Linked DNA regions of Pan troglodytes: region 2 is linked to region 1. The links are chromatin contacts, called in public Hi-C maps. All regions are on one chromosome and are shown on one strand. The core of a region is the stretch at or near the end of the contact, and the rest is flanking DNA. Distances in the headings are between cores, read along the strand shown. Region 1 overlaps WRNIP1 (WRN helicase interacting protein 1). Region 2 holds the start of SERPINB1 (serpin family B member 1).

The links. Hi-C and Micro-C count contacts between places; a contact is called where the count stands out from the background.
Region 2: a Hi-C map of induced pluripotent stem cells shows a contact between it and region 1, with 1.6 times the contacts expected there. The contact joins the promoter of SERPINB1 here to the enhancer-like site in region 1. A contact is called at or near these places in 3 of 7 Hi-C or Micro-C datasets (blood, induced pluripotent stem cells and stem cell-derived neural progenitor cells).

Annotation. Positions count from the first base shown.
Region 1 is chr5:8,735,809-8,738,779 of NHGRI_mPanTro3-v2.0_pri, forward strand. WRNIP1 (WRN helicase interacting protein 1) reads left to right here. Exons shown (of 6, transcript XM_016954808.3): 6 at 1,554-2,169. The coding sequence ends at 1,591. Among named protein-coding and RNA genes, the nearest start is that of WRNIP1, 25 kb to the left of the region's middle. Within about 2 kb of position 1,378, at least 6 of the 24 cell types and tissues checked have an H3K27ac peak or open chromatin away from gene starts, as enhancers often do. A contact at or near this core is called in induced pluripotent stem cells, where this site is marked.
Region 2 is chr5:8,786,702-8,789,885 of NHGRI_mPanTro3-v2.0_pri, forward strand. It overlaps SERPINB1 (serpin family B member 1), which reads right to left and starts at 1,278. Exons shown (of 7, transcript XM_003311015.7): 1 at 1,035-1,278.

The DNA.
Region 1 (2,971 bases), core at 128-2,627:
TTGGTTTCAAAGAATCTTATTATGTGAAAGCAGATTTTTAAAGTTTTTAAAGCAGATATTCACTGCCTGAATGAATACCTCTCACATACCGCAGTGAGCATGACTGAAAATTTACACCATTAGCTAAACCCTGGGAAAAACTAACGCAGTGAGTCAGAGTTTCTGGTGAGGGAGGCACATCTCTTGCCTGTTTACAGTAGTATTCAACAATTGGGGGCAGCCCTTCCATATGATGCCATTTAAATACCACAAGTTACGGGCCAGGTGCGGTGGCACACACCTGTAATCCCAGCACTTTGGGAGGCTGAGGTGGGCAGGTCACTTGAGATCAGGAGTTTGAGACCAGCCTGGGCAACATGGTGAAACGCCGTCTCTATTAAGTATATAAAAATTGGCTGGGTGTGGTGGCGCACACCTGTAATCTCAGCTACTCAGGAGCCTGAGGCAGGAGAATCGCTTGAACCTGGGAGGTGGAGGTTGCAGTGAGCCGAGATCGCGCCACTGCACTCCAGGCTAAGTGACAGAGTGAGACTCCATCTTAAAAAATAATAATAAATAAGTAAATAAATAAATATCACAAGTTATGTACTGATTCTGAAAAAGCAACATAACCACCAAACACAATTTGTTCCTTATGTTCCAAGTGTATTTGGTAGTTTTGTTCACCCTCGTACAGCCAAACCTGAGTTTAAGAACAGTAAGAATAGTGACTTGCAGAGATTTGTTCCAATTGTTACAACAAGAATGGATGTTAACTCATCTTTTCCAGATACAAGTCATCAAACCTGGACAATGTTATCAATTAATTCCAAATGAGAGAACCGGCCTTTTGATACTGATGTTATATTAGAAAGGATGAATTTCCTATACTTTCATATAAATGCCGTGGATATGTTACTTTTTGATGAATTAACCTTTGTGTAGCGACTACAGTTTGAAAGCACTACTACACATTCATAGATGCAGTTCCAGGCAGTTTGAGCCCACAAAGGCATTTATAACTTAAGCAGAAACCAAGCAGAAGTAAATATTTTTAATAGAGTTAACAAATCTTCATAAAAACCAATCATTTAAAACTAAATGTTTTGAAGCTCTAAAGCCAGTCAGGCTCCGGGGAGGATGCAGATGATCCCCTCAGGCCACTGAGAAACTTTTAATCAGGGATCACAAGTATTAGAAAGGTATAGGAGAGGTTCAGGGGACCAACACAAGGTGAGAAGCAATTCCCTGGCAAGGCCTGAGAGGCAAGGGGTGGGAGCAGGCAGGGAGCCCTGGGAGAGCAGGAGGTGGCCGGCAGCCTTCAGACAGGAACTGCGGCCCTGAGTGGAGGCAAAGAACTCAGCAGCTGCTGCACCTCTTGAGTAGGGAACCTGGGGGTAGGAGGAGGAAATGCATGGTCTGAATCCTCTCTCTCTTGCCCTCATCTCCTGCCAGTCCCTCCCACTAGCAGGACCAACCAGAAGTTTCCCTGGTTAAAAAGCCAGGCGAGAAGAGTGGAGAATACCCAGTGTGCACAGATCTCTGAAATGAGAACTACTACTGCTCTATTTCAGGAGAAACAAAATTCTTTCTGTGTGATTGTATACCTTGAGAGCCAAGAAGAAGAGTCCGAACAGCTAACAGTCCAGTAAAGTGGCCACATGGAAACAACCCATGAAAATCCATAGCTTCCGGGCCACTACTGTAATCAGAAAAGACACCAAGAAGAATATTCCATTCTCAGTAGCAACCTGGAAAGAAACTGAATTGTAACTGAGGAGTAGGACTTACATGAAGAAAACGACCACACTATACCCTACTATTGAAACACAAGAAAATGCGAACGAAAGTAGAGAGAAGCCGTTTTCCTCAAAGACGTCATCTCAAATTTATTTTTACATTCCCATCATGCTTGGCATGTAGAATGTGACCAGTACATATTTGTTGAATGACAAAATGAGGGGGTAAATAAACTTTCCCTAAGATGTGTATGTAGACGTTTGAAAATAGAAGTCTGTCGCTGATGTTTCTGTCCACCAGGAGTCAGGCTTCAGCCAGGAGAGAGTGAGCCAGTGTCTGAGCTGTCTCTCACCAGGCCTTCCACCAGCTCCAGGTCACCAGGTTCAGGCCAAGACTGAGTTTCAGTATTTGTCATTAACCTGGTAGATAAATAAACAGTTTTAAAGTACAGCTTATGTATTTGTCTGATTGCAAAAGTAATACATGATCATTGCACATAGGTACAGGAGCAGATGCAAAAAAAAAAAAAAAGCAGATAAAAGTAAAAATCAACCTTAATATTTAATATTTTTTCTCAGTGATAACCACTGTAAACATTTTAGTGTATGTCCTTTGGGAATTTTTTCCAATGAGTGTGTGTGTGTGTGTGTGTGTGTGTGTGTGTGACTACACCATCTGTTTATAGCTTGCTGTTTCTCACCCCCTCACATGATTTCTTACATGCAGAATTAGTCTCTTAGCGTGTGACTTTTCATGGTTGAGTTGGAGCCACCACCAGGGAGCTGCACCCTTCCTGTGCTGCACCCCACCAGCCGTGCCATCCACAGAGGGTAGGACACACGAGACACCTAGTAGCTGGATTTATTTATTATATTTTATTTTATTTTTGAGATGGAGTCTCACTCTGTCGCCCAGGCTAGAGTGCAGTGGTGCAATCTCGGCTCACTGCAACCTCTGCCTCCCGGATTCAAGCAGTTCTCCTGCCTCAGCCTCCCGAGTAGCTGGAATTACAGGCACCTGCCACCATGCCCAGCTCATTTTTGTATTTTTAGTAGAGACAGGGTTTCACCATGTTGGTCAGGCTGGTCTCGAACTCCTGACCTCAGGTGATCCACCCACCTCAGCCTCCCAAAGTGCTGGGATTACAGGCATGAGCCACCGTGCCCGGCCTAGAACTGGATTTAATCAGAGAAACAGAGAGCCTCACACCACTCTCCCCTCCTTCAGCATCCTGCCTCCAGGGTTCTTTCAG
Region 2 (3,184 bases), core at 28-2,527, 51 kb after region 1:
AGGACTCCGCAGTTACAGGGGATTTTAGGGCACCCAGGGTGCCCTAAAGGGCTCTGACCTTGCAGACAGGTGAGTCTGGGGGTGGGGTGGGGGTCAGGCAGGCCCCAGCCACCCCAGCTTTAGCGGGGTGGGAGGATCCACCCAGCCCTGGGTCCTCCCAACCTATGTGTGGGAGCGCACGTGCTTCTGAGCCTTTGATTCAAGTCTCTGATTCATTGGGCAATGAATCCATTGCCTACCTTCACCTGAACTAAGAGCCTTCTATCAGAGACTCAGCTACCTACTATGCATTAAAACTCCAGCAAAGGTATCACTGTAATTATTATAATAATATAATTCTTCCTTATTTTTGAGGTTCAAAAGGTATGAGGTCCAGTGCCCACAGTCTCAGAGCCGGTGTAGGATGTGCCAGTTTGGAAACCCACCACAGTCCAGGGTCTGGCGGTGCAGCGTCCCATCCGCCACCCACTAGCCCATCTCGATCTCCACTCTCAGAGCCCTGATTTCCCCCGAGGACAGGCAAAGAAGAACTGTGCTGGCTGCTCGGCATGTAAGCACAGAGCTGATTTCTCCTTGTCGTGAAATCGTCTCTAGAATCGCACGGGGTTCCTCCTCTCTCTCCCTGCAGCTGCAGATAGGAGCCGCGGCTTGGCCCTGGGCTGCCTGGAAACTGTCACAAACAGCTCTGGGGGGAAGGGAATTCAGGGAGAAGGGACAACATTCTGATCTCAGGTTTCAGTCTTGCCTTCCGCCTGCATCTGTCGTCCTTCCTCCCTCCCTCCCTCCCTCCCTCCCTCGCAGGCTGGCCCGGCCTGTACCCAGGCGGGGGCGGGGGATCAGAGGTCTTCTGTCTCAGACGGGGCGCCCGGAAGGGATGGGGGCGCGAAGCTGGCGGGGAGGCGGAGCGCAGGGAGCTGCGGGTCTGATGGGCCTGAGCCTGGGGGGTGGTGGGTGCTGGGCTGGAAGCTGAGCGAGGGAGCCTGGCCTCTCCCCGCAGCCCGCCCCCGCGCCACCGCTCCGAGGCCCGGCCTTACCCGATAGGCCGCCGAGGCACGCTCCGGGCTCCGAGCTGGGTGCGAGGTCAGGAAGGAGGCACCAAGGGCCGCTGCTCTTATAGCATGCGGAAGTGTCACCCGGGCCAGCAGCCGCGGGCGGGGCGGCGGCCCTTCCCGGTGACTGCGTAGGAGTCCGAGCTCCCGAGGTTGCCTAAGTGCAAGCAGAAGTGAGCGTGGCTTCCGGGCAGCGCCCTCCTCAGGGGAGCGGCGCCTTTCTCAGTTCAAAGCCTTTCCCCGAATCTCTGGCAAGGACCTGAAAAGCTTTTTCTTACTAAGGTGTGAATGACTGAGACGACATATTGTGACACCTCTTAGAGGGCAAATGACTCCCTTTGAGTCCCATCTATATTGGGAGCTTTCTTTGAGAGAAGGAAGCAAATTTGGGGATCTTGCACAGGGAAAAAGAGGGGCCCCCCAGAATCAGATGAAACAGAACCAGTTCCAAACACCTGCTCTGTGTTTCCAAGATGACAGCTTGCTGCTGCGTCCTCAATGGTGGAAAGTGGAAGGGCAAAAGGGGCCAAATCTCATGTGAAGTCTCTCGTATAAGGGGCCAATCCCATTCATGAGGAAGGTGCCCTCATAATCCAATCACCTCCTAAAGGCACCACCTGTTAGTATTGCATTGAGGATTGTTTCAGCATGAATTTTGCAGGGAACACAGACATTCAAAGCATAGCATTCTGCCCCGGCCCTCCAAATTCATACCCCTCTCACATGCAAAATGCATGCATTGTATCCCAGTGGCCTCCAAAGTTCCAGTATCAACTTTAAAATGTAAGTCCAAAGTGTCACCTAAATATCTTCTAAATTAGAAAGGCATAAGATTCAAAGTACAATTCATCCTAAGTGAAATTCCCCTCCAGCTATGAGCCCGTGAAATCAAATAGGTTACAGGCCTTCAAAATACAGTGGTGAGACAGGCATAGGACGTACATTCCCATTCCCAAAGGGAGAAGCAGGCAAGAAGAAAGGAGTATCTGGTCCCAAGTAAGTCCAAACCCAACAAGGCAAACAGCATTAAATCTTGGGGCTTCAGAATAATCTTCTTTGATGCTGTGTCCCCCATTCCGAGCACATGGGGGTGGGGACTGGGTCCCCTAGGGTCCAGGGGATCCACTCCCATGGATTTGCCAGGTGCAACACATGCAGCAGCTCTCACAGGTTGAGGTCTAGGCTCTCCCAGGATAGACTTGCATGCTGGTGGCTGGACAGTTCTGGGTTCTCAGGGACAGCCCTGTTCCCACAGCTCCACTAGATATTACTCTAGTTGGGGCTCTCTGCAGTGGCCCCAATCCCACTGCTCGACTAAACATTGCCCTAGTGAGGGTTTTCTGCAGCAGCCTCACCTCAGTGACAATTCTCAGACTGGGCCCCCAGGGTCCCCAACACATCCTTCAAAATCTAGGTGGAGGTGGCTGTGTCTCCACAGTTCGTGCACTCTGTGCACCTGCAGAGTTAGCATCACGTGGACTCTGCCAAGGCTTACAGGAAGGGTGGCCTGACAAGGGCCTGCATAAGCCACACCTGGGATGGTGGCCAAAGAGTGCTGCACCAGAATGTGGGGGGTGGGGGGGCAGAGACTTGAGGCAGCCCTAGGCAGCAAGCCCCAAGGTTCCATGGTGTCCTGAGTCCTCCCTTAAAACTATTCTGCCCTCAGGGTCCTGGCACTCTGGGACAGGGATGAGAATCCAGCACCAGTAACCTCAGAAATGCCTTTGGGTTCATTCTTCCATTGTCTTGATAAATAGCATCTGGCTTCCTTCTACACATACTCATCTCATTATCAAATGTGAACCTGGCAGCGCTCTTGGTGTTCCCTCCCAAACATGCCTTTTCATTCTTTACATGGCCAGGCTGAGAATTTTCCAAAACTTTAAGCTCTGCTTCCCTCTTGATTATAAACTTCGTCTTTAATTCATTCTCTCTGCTCACATTTTACTACAAGCAGTCAAGAGAAGCCATGCTGCACTCTCAACGCTTTGCTCAGAGATTTCTTCCATCAAATATCCTAGTTTATTGCCTTTAAGTTCTGCCATTCAGAAAACACTAGGACATATACACAATTCAGCCAAGTTCATTGCCACTGTGTAACAAGGATGACCTTTCCTCCAGTTTCCTTTTAAGAT